Regions from separate parts of the Triticum aestivum genome. Here region 2 is linked to region 1. Evidence: chromatin contacts called from public Hi-C data. All regions are on one chromosome and are shown on one strand. The core of a region is the stretch at or near the end of the contact, and the rest is flanking DNA. Distances in the headings are between cores, read along the strand shown. Region 1 holds the start of LOC123119218 (5-methyltetrahydropteroyltriglutamate--homocysteine methyltransferase 1). Region 2 has its middle 53 kb from the start of LOC123119218.

Evidence for each region. A called contact is a pair of places that touch in the nucleus more often than the background predicts.
Region 2: a Hi-C map of leaf shows a contact between it and region 1, with 7 times the contacts expected there. The contact joins the enhancer-like site here to the promoter of LOC123119218 in region 1. A contact is called at or near these places in 2 of 5 Hi-C or Micro-C datasets (both in leaf).

The regions. Positions count from the first base shown.
Region 1 is chr5D:28,987,433-28,993,542 of IWGSC CS RefSeq v2.1, forward strand. LOC123119218 (5-methyltetrahydropteroyltriglutamate--homocysteine methyltransferase 1) reads right to left here and starts at 3,297. Exons shown (of 14, transcript XM_044538930.1): 1 at 3,079-3,297; 2 at 1,493-1,846; 3 at 1,316-1,403; 4 at 477-604; 5 at 208-399; 6 at 1-95. The coding sequence starts at 1,842.
Region 2 is chr5D:29,040,200-29,046,309 of IWGSC CS RefSeq v2.1, forward strand. No RefSeq gene overlaps it. Among protein-coding and RNA genes, the nearest start is that of LOC123119218, 53 kb to the left of the region's middle. Within about 2 kb of position 3,217, at least 4 of the 8 cell types and tissues checked have an H3K27ac peak or open chromatin away from gene starts, as enhancers often do. A contact at or near this core is called in leaf, where this site is marked.

The DNA.
Region 1 (6,110 bases), core at 2,047-4,546:
CAGCAGGGAAACCACTCTTGACAAGCTCAAGAGTCTTGGTTCCACGTTCAAGGTCAAAACCATAAGCAGTTACACTGCTCAATGATGTAAGAGTCCTGAAGTAGCGGTCAAAACCACAGTCAAGGTTAAATGTGATATTCCAACAAAAGGGTATATAGAAGGAACAATTGATTAAAATTGGTAAACTGGCACAAAAAAGAAGCATACTTGTACGAGTCTGCGGGAACGTCAGCGAAGTAGGTCTCAACAAGAACGTTCAATCCAGAAAGTGCGGACTCAAGTTCTGCGTAAGCTGCAGAGAATGCAGACAATTGGTGGGATTCAAGGTCCTTAACAAGGGTGGGCTCATCAAACTGAATCCATGAAGCGCCAGCTGCCTTCAACTCAGCAATAACCTCCCTAAAAACCATGATACGTCAAATTATCAACTGATGATTTACGTGCAATAGTAGTCATTTACTCGTTTCTATGCTTACTTGTAGACGGGAAGGATGCTGCTAAGAAGGGAAAGGGGAGAGAATGATTTCTCTACACCCTTGGCGGCCTTTGAGAGCAACAAGTATGAGACTGGTCCGACAAGTACTGGGACGGTATCAACGCCAAGCTGCATGAGTAGCGAGTGCACATAATATAAGACATACAATACAAGCACGCAAATAACCTTTAAAAGAAACACTAAGATTCATTTCCGAGTGAACGTCACAAAATTCAGAAATTGCTGCTTAACTCTGTAATCATACCGGCATCACTATTCCCACATTGGAGGGATTATAATGAACAGATAATTAGTAGCTGAAAGCTTGTCAAATCAGGTACATTGACAACCTGGTGCTAAACCATGTAATCCTACCAGCATCGCTATTACCACGTTGCAGGGTTTGTAGTGAAAATATAATTAGTAACTGCAATCTCATTTTTGCTATTCAACACTTTCTACATTCAAAGTTTTCAGCACAGGACCTATGGTAATGAGATGTTACAACTATATAAAGTAATTATTAGAGTTACTTGGTTGGCCATTAACCAATTTGATCAGACAAGAGTGAGAATGTTCTGAAATATCAATGTAAAACTGCACCTTAATGTAACTTGCAACTCTTTTACTAGTTCAAAACAGTTAAGCAAATGTAGGAATAAGAAATAGTTTATTACTACTATCACTTGAGATTTGATTAAAACAGGGGCATTCTAGAGTGATCAGGGTGTCATCACAATGCTTGCGTGTTCAAAAATAACAATTAGGCAGGCTAACGTCACAAGGGTAAAATTTCACAAGATATAGAAAGTCAGCTAATATATGATTCTACTATCATACCGCCTTAGCCTCCTTGTACTCATTGATAGCCTTGTGAGAAGAGTAGGAGAACTTGGTGCTAGGAGCCAATTCAGGGACGATAAAGTGGCTGCAATAGTAAAAGATGTCGTTAGTAAAAGTACTAGATACAGAATAAACTATGTGAGAACAACCTTAGGTAGAATCCGGTGGACTTACTAGTTGGTGTCGAACCACTTGGTCATCTCCATAGCAGGGACGGTGGCGTTACCCCTAGCCATCGAGAAGTAGGTGCTCAAATTGATCTCCCCACCGGTCCATGAGTAACGGTCTGGGACGGCACCGAGCATGGCGGTGGTGTCAAGAACCTGATCATAGTAGGAGAAGGTGTTGCTGGGGATGTACTTGATCCCAGCATCAGCCATCTGCTTCCAGATGCTGGCCCTGAGGTCGGTGGCAACCTTCTCCAAATCCTCGGCGCTGCTCTTGCCATCCCAGAAAGACTCCAGGGCAAACTTGAGCTCCCTCTTGGGGCCCATGCGCGGGTATCCGACAATGTGGGACGCCATCTTTCTGCATAAATAATAGAATTAGAATCAGCTTGATCCAGCTAAGAGAGTTAGGATCTTGCAACTGAGACTATGGATCTCTATAATTTAAACGTAACCTGAAGAAAACTAACTTACAAAATAAAAAAATTCAGTAACAATTTTCTGCAAGCAACTAACTAGAAACATAGTGAACAAACAATAAAACGAATTCATTAAAATTTCTTGGTTCTTGCAGGAAACCTGTTAGGCATGGAATCGTACACCTGATTTGCTAGTGTCTAAAAGAACAAAAGTAGAAAACTGAACTAAATCAATACAGGTAGGTAGGTTAGGTTAGGTGTACCAACAGCAACCACTACCATGTAGACCTCAGGGTTGGTACATAAATCCTAACAACAATTGGTGGGAGGCAGTGGCAGTGGGAGTGTCCCTGTCACACCAGCAAAGGGTGGGACACTGCATGCATGGACACTAATAGCAGAATTTTCAGATCTTTTGAGCTACACGCCAGTACCCATGCACTAACCATAAACAAATAAATAGCTAGCGAACTGAATAATAAATCCGAGGTGATAAACCTCTGGGCTCAGGGTCAGATCCAGAACCACTGGGCTGGGCACCTAATAAACAGAGCATGGGCCTAAATATAGTGTAGCCAGGTCTCAGTCGACTCAGACTTAACTATGTCAAATTCAAGTGGCATACTATGTAAGAACGAAAAGGAAAACTAAAAAGAAAAGTTTGCATGGATCTCTATGTAAGATCCCACGCATATAGCATCAGACTGAGACTTGGTCGATTTAGCAATCCCACGAATATAATACTGAATCAAAATTTAACGACGAGAAGCGCCAGATCCCCTAATCCGAAACCACGAAAACGGCCTGGCCATTTCCGTGATCGGAGATCGGATCTGAGCGCTCGATCGGCTCAGATCGGACCTCCGCAACGGCACCAGAAAAAACTATTCGCGGAAACAGAGCAGCCCATTCCCGCCCCTGTACCTGCAAACAGAGCAGCCGAGCTCTCCGCCGCGCCGCCTACCGGCGCTGCCTACGGGACACGGGCCGAGGACGATACCCGCCGGCGGTGGCCGGGCGATCGATCCTACGACTGATAACCAACACAGATAGTCATTCAAAGCGCGCGGGACAGCCGATCCGGTGGTGCACGGATCTAGGGGGGAAGCCCGGCGTGCGCTCGTGCGTGTGGATTCACGGGTGCACGGAGGAGGGAGGGAGAGGGCTCGCTTACCCTGGGTGCGCGGAGGCGGAGAGGGACGGCGGCGAGCAACGGGGAGGAGGAGGAGGAGAGGCAGAGAACGGCGAGGGTGAGGGGTTTAGGGGTGTGCTTATTTATAAACCGCTGGCGATTGGTTGGTGCGTGGGGCATGCGGTTGGTGAGATCTGAATGCTCGCCTCTGTGGATCTGGTGAGTGCACGATTTTTTAAAACCACAAAAAATGCTTTTATCTTTTCCCCACCTTTATTTATTGTTGGAAAAACTAAGCAACGGCCGTTCGCTGTCAGGCTTTGCGGAGAGAACACGTTGATCCATGGGGCATTGAGGCAAGGGGAGGAAGGGAAAGAAGGGGATGGGGAGGGGAGCTGCGACCGCCGCCCTCCGAGGACTCGGTGATGTTTGATGCTTTAAGTCGATGCTCCACCCTCGGACATAAACAAATTGCCTTGTGGGGGTGTCGGTGTCCTACCTTGAAACCTTCGGTTGATGCCTGGTGGCGGATGACCAACTAGATCTAGTGGCACGGATGGTCGAGAAGGTGAAGGGTAAGCTAGAAGAAAGAATGGGAGACAACAGTGAGACCAAGGAGGACATCAATGAGGTTGTTTGGGCAGGGAGGGCGGAGGCAGTGAAATGGGGATTGGTGCTTGGAGAAACAAGACAAGGCCGGTGAAAAACAAATGACACTCGTATCGAAAATATTTGATGTGTAACGGTCGAGATCTAACCCTCCCCTCCCCCCCCCCCCCCCCACCTTCTATTATGCCTTTTATCCGATGCACGACAAATATCATTTCCCGCTAGGTTTGGTAGCGAAGCAGAGTAAATTGGTTGGCAAAAAGAGTTGATGTTCAAGATATACGTATCTGCCAGACTTCACCCGTGTATATTGTAATCTAAGCTATACATGTGTCATTGTTTTTTTTAGATTATACATATGTCATTGTTTTGGAGAAAAGTCATACATATATGTCGCATTCTATGTCGTATTATCGTCCTCCTATACCATATGCACGGTCCGCAATTACGGTCAATTAGTGAACATCTTTCAGTGCGGGTAAAAACAAATAGCTGTCAGTGTTAAGTGGAAGGTCACCGTAAATTAGGCATGTTAACTCCAGCAACCACATCATCATCATTCAATCACTTTGGGCATTGCACACATGGATCAATTGTTATACAAAGCCGCCCGTACTATATCTGAACAGTAATTTAATCCCTACTAGCAATAACTTTCAATTTTCAACTGATATTTGGGTAGAAAAACAAAAATAAACAGCTCGATCCGGGTGTCCAGTTCCTCTTTCTTTTATGCTTAACTACGTACCATCATGGGAGCATTAGCTTGATGATCCCATTAAGTTATTTCTAGCACGAGCTGTGCCTATTGTTGTGCGGTGTTAGCTGAGATTTGCATATCTTTTAATGTTTGAAAAAAGCTAGTACTATTATTTGTAGAATGGTATGATAGTGCAACCAGGCCAAGCCAACTGTGTCACCACCATAAATAAAGAAGGAAAAGATGCTTTTGTGGAAAGCTCTGCCTCTCTTTCACGGGCACGAATGATGAAGCATGGCAACGAAATACTTAAGAGCGGTGCCACTTTCTACTACGTAGTACTACTACTTTTTAGTACCAATAATAATACCTGGTAGTACTTCTGACATTCCTGCTGAAGCATGTGACCCAGTGCTGTATTTATGCAGCCAGCAGATATCACCGCCGATGTACAGTCCATCTCAAACAGCACCAGCAGATATCACCGCCATTGCCGTTGGGAGAGGATGCCTGGTTTTGAGGGGGGAGGTTTCTGCTTACTGTATATGTTTAAAAAAGATAATTATGTTTATAGCTATATGATTCTACTTTGAAGAAAAAGTATATACTCCATTATTCTGGGACAACAGCTAGCGATAGGATTAAATAGAATGGCTGAAAAGGACGTGCATATATATTGGACCACGGAAAAAAATCGCCGACAGTGGGGGTTGGTGAGATAGTGGCAGCTCACTTGCTCTGTTCTTTACTTGCTCTGAATGCTGAATTACTCAAATCTGAAGTCCAAAACCAGGCTAACGCAGTTCATTTGATTATAGAAAAGATAATTTGCATCTCGCTTTTGGTCCACGCCGCTATATGTCTAGAGTAGATGCTACTTTAGTTTTTTCTTCCGACAATATACATATTATTTCCCCCACAAAAAATATACTCCATCTGTTCCTTTTTACTTTGTGTATAAGATATTTGTCCGGTCAAACTTTGGAAAGTTTGATCAAATTTATATTAAGAACATCAACATCTAGTACAATACCAAATATATGTAATATGAAACTACATTTCATAATAAATCTGATGATTGTGCATGTTGATATTTTTTTTATAAATTTAATCAAATTAGAGATAGTCTGACTTGACACAAGATTTATATATAGACTAAAAGGAACGAAGGGACTACATGTTACTGGTGTTTATTAACAGTGTTGTCACGAACGACAATGACGTTCAGACAAAAACTAATGAGATTGTGCATCTTTCCGTTTGCGGGCCTCTTTGCTTCAAAGATTCTTATGGGTGGGAAAAAATTTCACGTCCCTCGCGGGCGTGGAGGTGGGGCCAGGATTTGCATAGGCTAATCTGATAATCATACATTCTTTTTGTCTCATAATATAAGAGTGTTATTGACACTGCACTAATATAAAAATGCTTGTATTATGAGGCAGAGGGAGTAAAAACCAAGTCAAGAACTTAGAGCATCTCTAGCCTATCCAAATAAATCGTTATAGGTGGATAAATTCGGTTTTCCTCATTTAACCAGTAATTAGCCGAAGCCCAAAAATCTTTAGTGAAGGGATTTTCTTTTACTCCGCAATGCACCGGCGGAGCTATAACATGGCCAAATGGGTCCTGGCCCACCCAGAACTTAGCTAAAACAGTGATGGATTAAGAAAAACCTGGGCACGACAGGAAAATAGTGGGCTTTCCTTTGTACTAGACCACCCATGTTCTGTATTGTAGCTCCGCCACTGCTGCGGCATCCACGACT
Region 2 (6,110 bases), core at 1,967-4,466, 53 kb after region 1:
CATGTCTATGGTCAGGAAACTTAACCATCTTTGATTAACGAGCTAGTCAAGTAGAGGCATACTAGGGACATTCTGCTTTGTCTATGTATTCACACATGTACTAAGTTTCCGGTTAATACAATTCTAGCATGAATAATAAACATTTATCATGATATAAGGAAATATAAATAACAACTTTATTATTGCCTCTAGGGCATATTTCCTTCATCCTAACCATAGACATGAGTTGTCATTTGATAACGGGATCACATCATTAGGAGAATGATGTGATGGATAAGACTCAATCGTAAGCTTATGATTCGATCGTATCACTTGAGTTTATTTCTATAGCTTTATTCATGTCAAGTATCTATTCCTAAGACCATGAGATCATGCAACTCCCGGATACCGGAGGAATACCTTGTGTGCTATCAAACGTCACTTCGTAACTAGGTGCTCATAAAGATGCTCTACATGTATCTCCGGAGGTGTCTGTTAGGTTGGCATGGATCGAGATTGGGATTTGTCACTCCGTGTGACGGAGAGATAACTCTTGGCCCTCTCGGTAATACAACATCGTAAAGAGCTTGCAAGCAATGTGGCTAATGAGTTAGTCACGAGATCTTGTATTATGGAACGAGTAAAGAGACTTGTCGGTAAAGAGATTGAAATAGGTATGGAGATGCCGACGATCGAATCTCGGGCAAGTAACATATCGCTGGACAAAACGAATTGCATACGGGATTAACCGAATCCTTGACATCGTGATTCAACCGATAAAAGATCTTCGTAGAATATGTAGGAACCAATGTGGGCGTCTAGGTTCCCCTATTGGTTATTGACCGGCGAGGTGTCTCGGTCATGTCTACATGATTCTCGAACCCGTAGGGTCCGCACGCTTAACGTTCGGTGACGCTAGAGTACTATTGGGATATGCATGTTGGTGACTGAATCTTGTTCGGAGTCCCGGATGAGATCTCAGACATCACGAGGAGCTCCGGGATGATCTGGAGGTAAAGATTTATATATGGAAAGTTGCCTTCAGGGTTCTGGAAAAGGTTTCAGTTTTTTCGGTATTGTACTGGGAAGGTTCCAGAACGTTCCGGAAACTTCCGAGGAGTCCGGAAGTCCAACAAGGGTACCACCACGTCCCAAGGGTCAGCATGGGCTGAGGGGAGGCACCCTGGCCTTATTGGGACAGGCGCACAAGTCCCTCAAGGCCCATGTGGCTGGGAAAGTTGGAAAGTCCACTTGTGTATGAAAAGGAGGGAATTGGACTAGGAGTCCAACTCCTCCCCCTTGGTGCGCTAGCCCTAGGGATTCGAGGGCTGACCACCACGCCCCTCCACCTATATATAGAGGGGAATGTGCGCCCCCAAGAGGACACACAAGCCCTTGGCCCCCCTCTTAACTCCTCCGTCTTCGTTGTTTCGGTAGCGCTCGGCGTGGCCCTGCCGGAATCACACCACCATCACCGTCGCGCCGTCGTGCTGCCGGCGATCCCAGCTACTTCTCCTCCCTCGCTTGCTGGATCAAGGAGGAGGAGACATCATCGAGCCGTACGTGTGCTGAACGTGGAGGTGCCGTCCGTTCGGTACTTCATCGGTTTGGATCACAATTGGATCGTGACGAGTACGACTACATCAACCGCATGGTATACGCTTCCGCTTAACGGTCCACGAGGGTACGTAGACACACTCTCCCGTCTCGTTGATATACTTCTCCTAGATAGATCTTGGGTGTTCGTAGGAATTTTTTTGAATTTCATGCTTCGTTCACCAACACTTAGTTCATTGTACTTAATCTCATTAGATTTCTATTATAATGATTTTTAATTACATCTCATATAAAATTTAGCATCCACTGAAATTTCTTGGAATGAAAAGATTGCTTTATGTGATGCGATCAAACAAGTTACATTCATATATGATTCAAATGGATGTAGGTGTTGTGTGTCCTCCCACGTGATGCGGACTCCAGGACCCTTGTCCCCTTGTTAGGACGGAGAATGGCGGTGCTTCTCGTGCCACGGACCTTCTTGGAGGATTTTTCTTGGAACTGATTGGGCGTCGAGGGAGGGGCTGGCGATGGCTTCTTCCATGTGGACAATGAGATGACTGCCCTAGACCAGTTTGACAATGACGACGACGGTGAGTGAATGTTGGGTTGCGGCATGGCTTCATAGTCGACTCCCCGCATGTTCGAGTGGTTCTCCTTGCGTGGCTCGCCGTGTTGTTGTGAAGTCCAAGCTAACTTGTTGGGACCACTATGGTGGACTGGCTTGGTGTAGGCCTTACATATCTCTCCGACAACACGCTCGTTGTCATAGTCGGAGTTGTTAGGTCGTTTGTGCGCGCGCTTGTGTGTGTGGAGCTAATTGACAATCTCAACGGTGTTTCTCTCTCCAACAGTGTGTAGATCTTTGTTGGTAGTCGGCTTGATGGAGCATTCTGTCTTGTGGGATGTTATAACGATTTTCACACTATTTTCTATAATTAATCGGGCGGTTCATTCGTTCTCAAATAATGGATTGAGTTTGAGGGCTTTGGGTTAAAGAAAAGAACATATCGATGTCATTTAAATAAGACCTCTCACAATGGGAGTGTCAAGAGTATCATGCACTGCAACGTTACCAAAAAGACGATGTGGCTCTACAGTGAAGGATGTAAGAGAGTACTCTAATATCATATTATAATACAATATCCTAGCGTATGAAACAAGAAAAAAAACATAAACACAATTTTGTTTTGAATTTGCACAAGTAAATAAATAAATTAACAATATCATACAAGTGTAGTACATTGAAGAGTCAGTATCACAAACCAGTATCATGTGGATGATAATATTTTAAGATACAACCCAGCCCACTTTGAGAGGTATACAAACCAATAAAACGGAAGTATCGTATGATCTGTTTTTCAAGCTTGCCCACACAATAATCCATGCAACTCTAAATAGAAAAAAAGCAATACGTAGTTTTTGGACAAGACAATGTTTTTTTGAGATGAATAGATCTTCCATTCCCCGCAAAAAAAAAAAGAATAAATTTTCCATTATGAGGACGGGACAAAGGATGATCGACATCGAGCGCCGCGGCCTGCGGCTACCTGAGCGTGCATGCCGCCACGTGGTGGCGCGGCATGCGTGGCCATCGACCTCCCTGTCGACCAAGCCTGTCCGGCCACGTGTGAGGACATGATTGCTGGGCACGCCGTCGCTGTCGTGCAAGAACATACGTTCGTGCTCCACCATATACGTGTCAGATATTTCTTGGGTAGGCTAGTGTACCGTCACATCTCCCTCCTGCCCGTTCTACGTTCTAAAGGGCAGCTACACCTTTCTTTCTTTTTTCATATATTTCCCGGCATGCATCACCTACAGAAACTTCCATTACAGTCACCGTAGAGAAAATACGGCATTGGATTTTGTTCCTATAAGGTTTTTTTTTCACATTGGAAAAAGAAAGATAACGCTCCCTCTGATCCAAAATAATTGACGCAGTTTTAGTACTTGTCCCTTTCAATACTTCCCTTGAGCCAAAGTTGTACTCCCTCTGTTTAAAAATACTTAGTTCGATGAATGGATGTATCTAGATGTATTTTAATTCTAAATACAACCATTTGTATCAATTTATACGATAAATATTGCCGGACGGATGGAGTATTAAAATAGAAACACTTATTTTAAGACAGGAAATATCAATTAATTTGGATCAAGGAAGTATCTTACAGTATTTTTTTCTTACGACAAGTATTGCCGGACGGGACGTAACAAGATCCGTGGGCGCAGCTAGCAATTTATTTATCTTAGCAAGGCAGGAGGCAGCAGTGGCGATGGCACGTGGACGCGTCAGTGCGATGTGATGGCAGTGCCGCCAAAACAGCAGCCATCTCGAGAGAGATAGTGCAAGTCGACGCAGAACTGCTCCACTAGCATTTGATCGGTTTGCGTAATTTAACCCCAACATAACATGTCTTGTCTTGTCTTGCTCCTGGAATCACAGTATCACACCAACACAAAGGAGTAAGAAAAGAGGCGCTGGTCAGGGAACCGCACCTCGGCTCATATATATATATATATATATATATATATATATATATATATATATATATATATATATATTTGAGCAAAGCACCTCGGCTCATATAATACTACCATGCAAATGGATCTTGGTTATTTGCGTTTTGGGCTTACAGCTGCGTCCGGATTCGATGAACCTGGAGCGACCGGAGAGGACCTCGAAAGCGACGTTTGCCCCGTACCGTGTCGAGGCCACGGTCGGCCACCGGCGATAGCGTACAGAACCAAGGTGACCGGTCACGGCTCGCCGCGTATGCCTAAGGCCAACGTTTTCATTTTCGGAGGGCGTCGTCGATAGTACTGCAAAATGTTGTTCTCTCCACACATCGAAATAAAATGCTGACTGAAATAAAATCGAAACGAGATCGCCTAATCTAATCTATGTTGCTTTTGTCGGGCTTGCTGCTATGTTGTCTTTGTTGCATGATTTTAGGGAGCCTCTATTTGCAGGTGCCTCAAAAAACTATTGCATCGGTCACTTTTTACATAAACCGTCTGATCTTCATTCAACCGTCTAAAATAGATCTTGCTAACGTTCATTTTCTTTCTTCTCCTGAAAACCCACGGCCGGCGGGCGCTACCGCGCACCGCCTCGCCCCCACCGCCGTTGCTGGCCACCACCCGGTCATCCCTTTAAGCCTGGCACCACCTATGAAAATCTCCGGTGATCCCCTGCATTCCACCCTAAGATAGATAATGGGGCCATGAATTCACCCTAAGATAGATGGTGGGGCTAGTTCTTCTCCGGCGAGGTCCGACCAGGAGGGAAGGAAGAAGGAAAAAAGTGACTGACGCGAAAAGGAATTCCAGGCACATGAGAAATAGCAGATATGATGATTTTATCGCTAATGACGGCTCGAATGAGCGGTTCCTCATCCATGGGTCTTCATTCTCCTCTAGGACAACCTACTCGCTATTCTCCTATGAACCCGAGCTTGACACTAATGCCGACTGTTGAGGATATAACCATTAGAGTCACCCGCCCAGGAGGGGCCGAGTTACGTCATAATGATCATCACGTGAAGCCCAATACCAAGCTTGAGGATGTCGGATCAATAATGGGCTTAAGACCCGGAGGCGGCTTAAGGCCCGTAGTGATAACCCGCCGTTATGGCAAGACTTGTAATGTAAGGCAAGAGTAGTTAAGAGTCCGAGCCGGATACTGTTATAAGCCGGCCGGGACTCTGAGAGCCGCGGGGCGTCAACCTCTCTATATAAAGGGACGACCCGGCGGCGGTTCAGGACGAGCGATTAAGCTCCCTGGTCATCGAAACCCTAAGTAATACCACCTCAACTGGATGTAGGCTTTTACCTTCACCGTAAGGGGCCGAACCAGTATAACCCTCGTGTTCCTTGTCCCGTTTAACCCCTTTAAGCTTCCTAGCAGCGATGGCTCCACGACTAAGTCCTTGCACGAGGACATCTGCCGTGACAATTCCACGACAGTTGGCGCCCACCGTGGGGCCAGCGCACGGTGGATTTGAGTCCTTGAAGGGCAGCTTCAAAGGGCTCAAGGGATACGCGGTGGGCCGGATGACCAAGAGTCGTCGCGGCAAGCTCTACATCGACGATGCAAATTGGGGCCCCGACGCCGGCTCAATTGAGTACGGGTACCGGGTCCCCTTCGGCGGAATCCATGTCTTTATTGGCAAGATTGGTGAGCCGGGCCCTGAGCCGGACCTCTGCGCCGATCTCATCGAGACGGCTCAACGTGCACGACCCGCCCGGACTTTGCCTGCCTTGAAGCGTGCTTTCGTGGGATGCGTCCATGGAGAGCTCTCTGAAGGATCTGGATCTGGTGATGAGACGGACGCTCGTTCTGACGGCGAGTCATCCACAGAGGAGACCGATTCGTTATACCAACTTCAAGATGGCAGGCTCAGGGGTTGTTCCGATGGCGACAGTATTCCGGACCCCTTTGAGCCGCCGAGCCGGGTTGGAATCTTCATGGCTGGCGCACAACCTGTTCAAAACCCCACCGCCGGGGCAGGAAGCCCTGTGCCCTCGCCGGCTCAGGTGCTGATGGATCTCACAGACAAGCCTGTTAACCG